Regions from separate parts of the Mus musculus genome. Here region 1 is linked to region 2. The links are chromatin contacts, called in public Hi-C maps. All regions are on one chromosome and are shown on one strand. The core of a region is the stretch at or near the end of the contact, and the rest is flanking DNA. Distances in the headings are between cores, read along the strand shown.

What was found. Hi-C and Micro-C count contacts between places; a contact is called where the count stands out from the background.
Region 1: a contact with region 2 is called in a Hi-C map of nephron progenitors, with 3 times the contacts expected there. The contact joins the promoter of Blmh here to the enhancer-like site in region 2. A contact is called at or near these places in 1 of 15 datasets of contacts at CTCF or cohesin (the NIH/3T3 cell line), 4 of 484 Hi-C or Micro-C datasets (bone marrow-derived macrophages, cortical neurons, nephron progenitors and 1 more), 8 of 115 datasets of contacts at active chromatin or transcription factors (embryonic limb bud, embryonic stem cells, large pre-B cells and 2 more) and 1 of 9 other capture datasets (embryonic stem cells).

What each region holds. Positions count from the first base shown.
Region 1 is chr11:76,943,957-76,947,616 of GRCm38.p6, forward strand. Blmh (bleomycin hydrolase) reads left to right here and starts at 1,700. Exons shown (of 12, transcript NM_178645.4): 1 at 1,700-1,937; 2 at 2,286-2,483. The coding sequence starts at 1,925.
Region 2 is chr11:76,643,842-76,647,416 of GRCm38.p6, forward strand. The region is part of intron 1 of Gm46288 (a long non-coding RNA gene); the gene reads left to right. Among named protein-coding and RNA genes, the nearest start is that of Gm46288, 19 kb to the left of the region's middle. Within about 2 kb of position 1,895, at least 38 of the 459 cell types and tissues checked have an H3K27ac peak or open chromatin away from gene starts, as enhancers often do. A contact at or near this core is called in bone marrow-derived macrophages and nephron progenitors, where this site is marked.

The DNA.
Region 1 (3,660 bases), core at 450-2,949, 300 kb after region 2:
TTCAAAGTTATCACCACCTGTCCCCCTTTTCTTTTTGTGGGGCTGGGGGCTAAATCCAGGGTCCTTGTGCACGCTAAGCAAGTGTTCTACTCTTGAGCCCAGCCTTATCACCTCTGTTTTTCTAGCGTCTGGCTCTCACTGCTAGCTACTACTTATATAGCACTACTGTGAGATAGCATAGGTTCTGTTGCATGTCTTTCCCACGTTAATTGTTTTGAATGTGTATGTCTCTGTGTATAGGTGTGCACATGGGATGAGTGCCCATGGTAGCCAGAAGGAAGTGTTGGCTGGACCCATTGGAACTGGACTTACAGTTTTCTGACTTGAGTGTTGGGACCCGAACTTGGGTCCCCTGGAAGATCATCAGCAAGTGCTTTTATCTGCTGGGCTATCTCCCAGTCCCACATCATGAGTCTCTTGATGACAAGATTAAAGTTTTTAATTTTTTTTATATCAGCAGAAACTTGCTGAGGACCTGTTACACCACAAATGTTGAATACAATTTTATTCTTTGGGCTGAGTCCAATTGGGCAGGAAGTTTGAACATCATTTTTATTGTTTATTTATTTGTTTGTTTATTTATTTATTTATTTGGTGAAAGGGCCCATGATTTCTTTCAGCATGAGTTGTAGCTTGTTTCTTTTTTCTTCAGAAAATGGAAAAAATAAAAAAAAAAGCCCCACAGGATAGGGTAGTTGATGGGCTCCCTTGGAGATGGTTGCTATGTCGAATTGCAGGTCTTTAGCTAAGTCTCTCAGGGACACAGAGACTGAATTCTCAAGTGACAGATGGCTGTCTGCATGTGGCACTTTCCAGACATCAGAATTCCTCTGAACCATGGGTGATTTTCAATTTAAGACTTAGGTTTTAGGCTCCATGGAAAATCTGAATAGTAAGGCTACAGTGTGCATTTGTACTTATTTTATTATGCAGTGGACTCTCCCGCCCCGTCTTGAAAAACTGATTAATTATCTCGAAGACTCTGTGTGTGTGTGTGTGTGTGTGTGTGTGTGTGTGTGATTTACAGGTTTTGTAGATATTAGCAAAAAAAAAAAAAAAAAAAAAAGCATAAAATTGACGTAATCATTCTCCTTAGCCCAAGCTGGGCTCAATAGGAACCACTCATGAGCCTTGCGAAGCCCAGAATGTGTAGATGAAATGAGCAGATGTGTATTTGTAGAACCGTGGTAGTAGCTTATGGGTGGGTGGGAAAGAGATTGGTTCCAAAATCCTTTCAAATACAAGAACTTTGTTCTCACTAGACTCTAAGCAACAAGTTGCAATTGAAAAAGATGAACAGATTGGTCAGCTAAGTGCCTACAGGAAAAGCCTTTGGGTGGATTTCTTGAGATCTGCCGTCCCATGGCTAATTTTGGGTCCCTTACTTCCTTTTCACTTCACAAAACCTCCTCTGGCTTCTCAAAGGAGTTCTAAGCGTCAGTTTCCCCAATGCTAGACAGTGAGGGATCTGGGTTCATCAGCACGGAACCCTCAGCCTCCTTCCTCTAGGAGCTTGGGATCCCGGGAGGGCGCCCTTGAAGCCAGGAAGAGGGATCACAGATGGCGGAGGGCGCAGCCGAGGCGAAGAGTGAGCAATGCTGGCAGTGGGGGCTGCAATCGTGGGTGGCTTCGCCCTGCCGCTCCCGGGCCGAGGTGCGGGCCCCAGAGTCTGAAAGGCCGCCCCTGTCGGCCCTCCCCCGGGCGGGGCTAGCCCCGATGGCGCTGACTCAGCAACGCGAGGGGGGAGTTTTGTCCCTCCGCGGACCCCGTTTCTCTCGGCCACCATTGAGCGGGTTTCCTTCTTCCGGCGCTTAGGGTGCGAGAACCAGGTCCGGCCAGCTAGGCAGCGGACTGTAGTGTAACCCCAGAGCTCACCTGAAAACCCTGAAAACTAACGTTTCCTCCACGAAGCAGTTTGGGCGCCATGAACAACGCAGGTGAGGCACCGCTGGTACCACGAGTGTTTTCCCGGGTCCTCTCCCGGGCTCGGCGGACCCGTGAGGCCCGGCGGCGTGAAAGGCCGTGGGATGGGATGGGGGTGGGTGGGGAGGGGGGGACGGACCTAGGCGAGGGCCGGGATGTAGCCCTCCGGGAGGGTGGGAGAGCACCAGGAGAGAGACGACATCACGCGGGGAGGATGCCGGGAGAGGGCTTTCTGGTACAGCACTCTGCAGGATGCTCTTGCGAAGTTAAATCTAGGATCTACGGTGACCCTATCCTAAAGCTGTCCCCGTCAGCCTCTTTGGGAGGGGATATAATTATAATGGCGTTTGATCTTCCCACAGGACTAAATTCGGAGAAGGTATCTGCTTTGATCCAGAAACTAAATTCTGACCCTCAGTTCGTACTTGCCCAGAATGTCGGGACCACCCACGATCTGCTGGACATATGTCTGAGGAGGGCCACGGTCCAGGGTGCTCAGCATGTGTTTCAACACGTTGTGCCTCAGGAAGGCAAGCCAGTCACCAACCAGAAGAGCTCTGGTGAGGTCTACGACTTCTTGCCTACTTTATTGACAGCAGCACATTTTGTTGTCCTAAAAATGGCCCTGGGATAACAGAGCTTTGTAGCATTGACAGAACTTGTAGTAAGCCAGAGAATAGGCACTAGAAAAGGGCAGGCCCAAGAACATCACCTGTGTGGTGGCTTCAGTGTTCTGTGGCCTATTAGCATTTAGTTTGTTTCCTAACGTGACAGATGGTGGTCTTTGAATGCATATCATCATGTTTTGATATTATGTGATGTTGGATGTGTGCGGTTTGTTCTCGTGCAGTTTTAATCTTAACAGTTCATCTAGAAGTAGCAGAAGAGAGAAACAGCTTATCAAGTTGCAGACAGATAAACCTAAAGCAAAAGATGAGCTATGTACTAACAGATTTGGCCTGTGCCAAATAATTAATAATTAATGGAAAAATATCCATACCATAGGAGATGTCCCAGAATTGCCCTAAAGTCCAAATGTATAAAATAGAAAAAAACATAAAGTGATTACAACAGATTGTAACCGGCTATTTTTAAATATGCTCTGTGGTTGCAGCTGGAGTTGCTATTCTCATAGTTCCTGTCAGTAGTTACTTTGTAGTATTTTGAGTTCTCATTCCTTGCTGGCTGAGAATTGTTGTTTTGCTGTCTGCTGTCCAGTTACAACTGTTGAAAATACATCTACACTGAGAGATTGGTTATCTAGGAATCCAAACAGGAGAAATAGTCTCAAAAAAATTGAACCAAAGGGACCTTGCATTTTTTTTCCCCTTATTTGGAAACTACTCCAAGTCTATGTGTATTGACAGAAAATATGTTATTGCTACTTAAGGCAATTCAAAGCTCAAAGGATACATTTAACATGGGTATTATTTTGCTGTGAGTCAATTATACCATAGAAAATTTGATTTTTAAATTTTAAAGGAAAAAAATTATGACCTTGCAATAATCTTATTATGTAGCAGAAAGTTCTTACTTAGCACTCACAGGCCTTCATTCAGAAGGACTTGGGATGTGTGGTCTGTCAGATGATCTAGTTAATATGTCACAATAATCTTAACATGGCCTGATCGCAGTCTCTTAGGGTAAGCTTGGAAATGTTAATCTGGAATCGGGCAGGTGGTCTTATGTGATAGATCATGTTACTCCAAATACTAGTAGAACATGAGCATAGTACAT
Region 2 (3,575 bases), core at 645-3,144:
ACCAAAGTGAATTCCCAACCTTTCACACATAGAAAAGACTTTGGTAACTATCTAGGTGGGCTGTGATATAGCTCAGTGGGAGAGCACTTGCCCCGCACACACAAGGTCCTAGGTTCGAATTACAGCAATGCAAAATCAATAACAATAACTAACAACAACAAAAAAAATCAACCAAAAGTGAAACAAAACAGCAAATAAGTTAGTATACAATGACCAAAGTTGGAAGTGATGACATGGTGACAGTGCAGTTTACTGTGATGCGCCATCCTCGGATTCCTCAGATAAACGCAATACAAAGACCCTAAATTACTTAGAATATTCTGTGGTATAACATGCATTGGGGGTTCGTTTGTGCTTTGTGTGTGTGTGTGGCTGCTGTTAATTAGTGAGGTAAGTGACAGTCATAGTGTCATAGCCTTCACTGAGTTTGGTACCAGTTCTGTGCTCAGGTGGCTTTTCCTCTGTAGTCTGTAACATTTTAAGCAGTCCTTCCTATTGCATTCTTTTCAGAGGTTTGATAGAATTGCTCTGTGAACCATCCAGTGAGTGGTTTAATTGTGTTCCTCGGGACCCTTGCTGGGGGCTATGGTGAGGAGACGCAGACTACAAATGACAGATAGTATTTGATTCACATCAGTGCACACAGCTGTAGCTGGTGTAATTGTGTGGTTGGAAAACGACGTCAGCCACAAAAGCAAAGCATTTAGTTGGGGTAAAATTTCAATACTCTGAAATCGTCAAGATCAAATTATTGGGTTTGTTGTTGCAAGAGTGAAGGGAGGAAAAATCACGGTGGCCTTTTCTTTGATTCATTTCACGTTCCAGCCCTGTTCAGAAGCCATAGTTTTGCATCATCAAATCATTTCCAGGACATCTATTCTGCCCTAGCAATGAGTCTGAGTTGCTTCGGGCCACAGTGATAGCCCTACCTCCCATCCCAAAGTGCCTCTGTAGGACCTGACATTTGTTTATCTGAAAGCAATGCCTGTCTGCTGGCGGCGTTGCCTATGCTGTTGGCCCTCACAGGGAACAGGCATCTTTCTTTACTGCTCCTGTAAGCAGCTATTATGCATAAAGATGAAAGCAAAAGCAAGCACCAGGCCTACCCTCGGATTCTGCAGCATCAAACCAGCAAGCAGGGGGATTGTTATGATTTCAACGCCATCCTGGAATAGAGTGTGAGGCCCTGTCTCAACTGAACCAAACCAAAGAAACTCCAACAAACACCACCAATTCCAAAAGCCCGCCTTTAGAATACAAACTGCCCGTCAGTGGGCTGTTTTCTCATTTCCTCCTTGTGAGACAACTAGACTCAGACAAACCCCGATGTCCAATCAGCGTGACCTTGGCAAGGTGGTCCTGTTTCATAGGAAGGATCGGATGTAGAGCGTAAGCTGGGGCTTCAAGTAATAGAACCCGAGGAAAGGTTGGGAGTCAAGTTCTGTGGTTGAATTTCAGGGGTGGGGGTGTTAGTCCAGCCAGCCAGCAACCTTCCTGTGTGGCGGGCGTGAAATTAACTGCCAACCCAGAGGAAGCTGGAAATTCAAGTTGCCCAGATTCATGTCTGCCTTCTACTGATTACAGTCTCTTTGAGGACAGGAACTGTGCCTTTTATGTCTGCTTCCCCAGTGCAGAGAGCTTGCTCAGTGCAGAGAGAGAGAGAGACAGAGACAGAGAGAGACAGAGAGAGAGAGACAGAGAGAGAGACAGAGAGAGAGAGACAGAGAGAGAGAGACAGAGAGAGAGACAGAGAGAGAGAGAAGAGCCTAAACTTGAATTTACATGAGTTACATGACTGCACTCATTTGTGCATTGAGTATTTCTGGGGTGTTTGTATCAAACGCTGTGCTGATTCCTGGAGACAGAGAACAGAAGATGCTCCTAGTAGCTGTGCCCGTGGGGTTTTTGATCCATGACAGGACACGGTAATGAAGTCTAAGGGAGATTGGAGGAGGAACAGTGGACAAGAGCTCATGTCAGACTGGGGAGAGGCACCCCGCCTGCTGTCAATGGGGTCTGCAGAACATAGAGCAACTGGAAGGAAGGCTTTCGGATCTGGAAGTCTTAGAAGTAGCTTAGATACCCTTGGTGGTGAAGCGAGCAGCGAGGAGCTGCTTTTAAGTAAAAAGATGAAAATAGTCGGAGCATGTGCCTCCGCGGCCTCTGATAGTCCGAGAGACCAAATGTGTGCAGAGATCGGCTTCCTTGCTGACAGCAGAGACAGAAGAAACACAGCGGGAGAGGAGAGCCATGCTGCTGGGCTCTCACAGATGGTCTAATGTGTCGTCCTGTAGCGGAGAGCGTCTAAAAACCGGCGGTGACGCGCCCTCTGCTGGACTAAGGCCGTTCTGCAACCAGCGGACTCTGTAAAGCTAGGTTGGACAGCGACAGGAAGGAAGCTCAAATCCAAACAGCATCGTCATATTATCCCTGCTGGTTCCTCCCAAAGACCAACTCAAACTCCCCAAAGGCTTACGTCTACATAGACAGATCCAGTATCTCGCTCCCCTAACCACCCGCAACTTCCCTACCGCCCAAGAACACAAACTTATAAGGAATGAATGATGGGTTAAAACTCCTCACTGTACTGGCCAAAATCATGATCTCCTTTAGTTTCTCAGTACCAGTATTGGACGCGCTCTTTGGAAAATACTGAACTAACTGGTTTGAGGAGCAGTCAGTAGTATTTATGAATATTCGTAAGGCTCTGGGTTCCATCCCCAACACCAAAGAGAGAGAGAGAGAGAGAGAGAGAGAGAGAGAGAGAGAGAGAGAGAATCTGCGTGACTTTATATAGACTTTGTAAGTGCTGGGGATGGAACTTGGGGACTCACAAGGCAAATGTTCTAATGCTAAGCCATAGCCAAGCATGATTATCTTTTCCTTGATTTATTATTTTGGGCGTTGGGGGTGGAACCCAGGGCCTTCAGCATGCTGAGAGTTGCTGTACTGCTGAGCTAGACCTCGGCCCTTTCACCCCCATTTTCTGCAGTAATGAGAAATGGATAATGATGCAGACAGCTGCAACGGCAAGGTCCATATCTTACTTATTGGCATCTCTGTTCCCAGGATTTTCTTAAAAGGTTTTAACGCCCGCCCCCCCCCCCCACTAATCTCTTCTAAACAGTGGTAATTATAAATCCCCAACAAAAACCCAGAGGCTTGTGTGCCTCTCTCAGGCTTTTCATTTTAATAGATCCACTAATTAAAAGGTATAATTTAACAAATAATGACCTAATCATCTCACTCTGAAATCAGACGGAAACCCACTACTAAAATGTTGGACTGGGTAGCGATAATGGATCCGGGCTCAATTCAGCCCCCTGCTGGGTCCAGCCTGGCCCTCTTCCAGCTGCCTTTGATTAGCTGCAATGGTTTTCCAAGCCATTTAGAGCACACCCACTAGAGAGAGGAGAAGTGAGCAATTTAAGGGGCTAAGTGGTTTTTTGGACCCACTCCCACTGCTGACAGCACAAGACAGAATGCTTACCCCTTCCTCACCCTTAGTCACCGTCACTTGGTCAATCCCGTTTTCTCCCCTTCCTTCTCTGCCCCCTGCGGGGAGAACGCTGCTT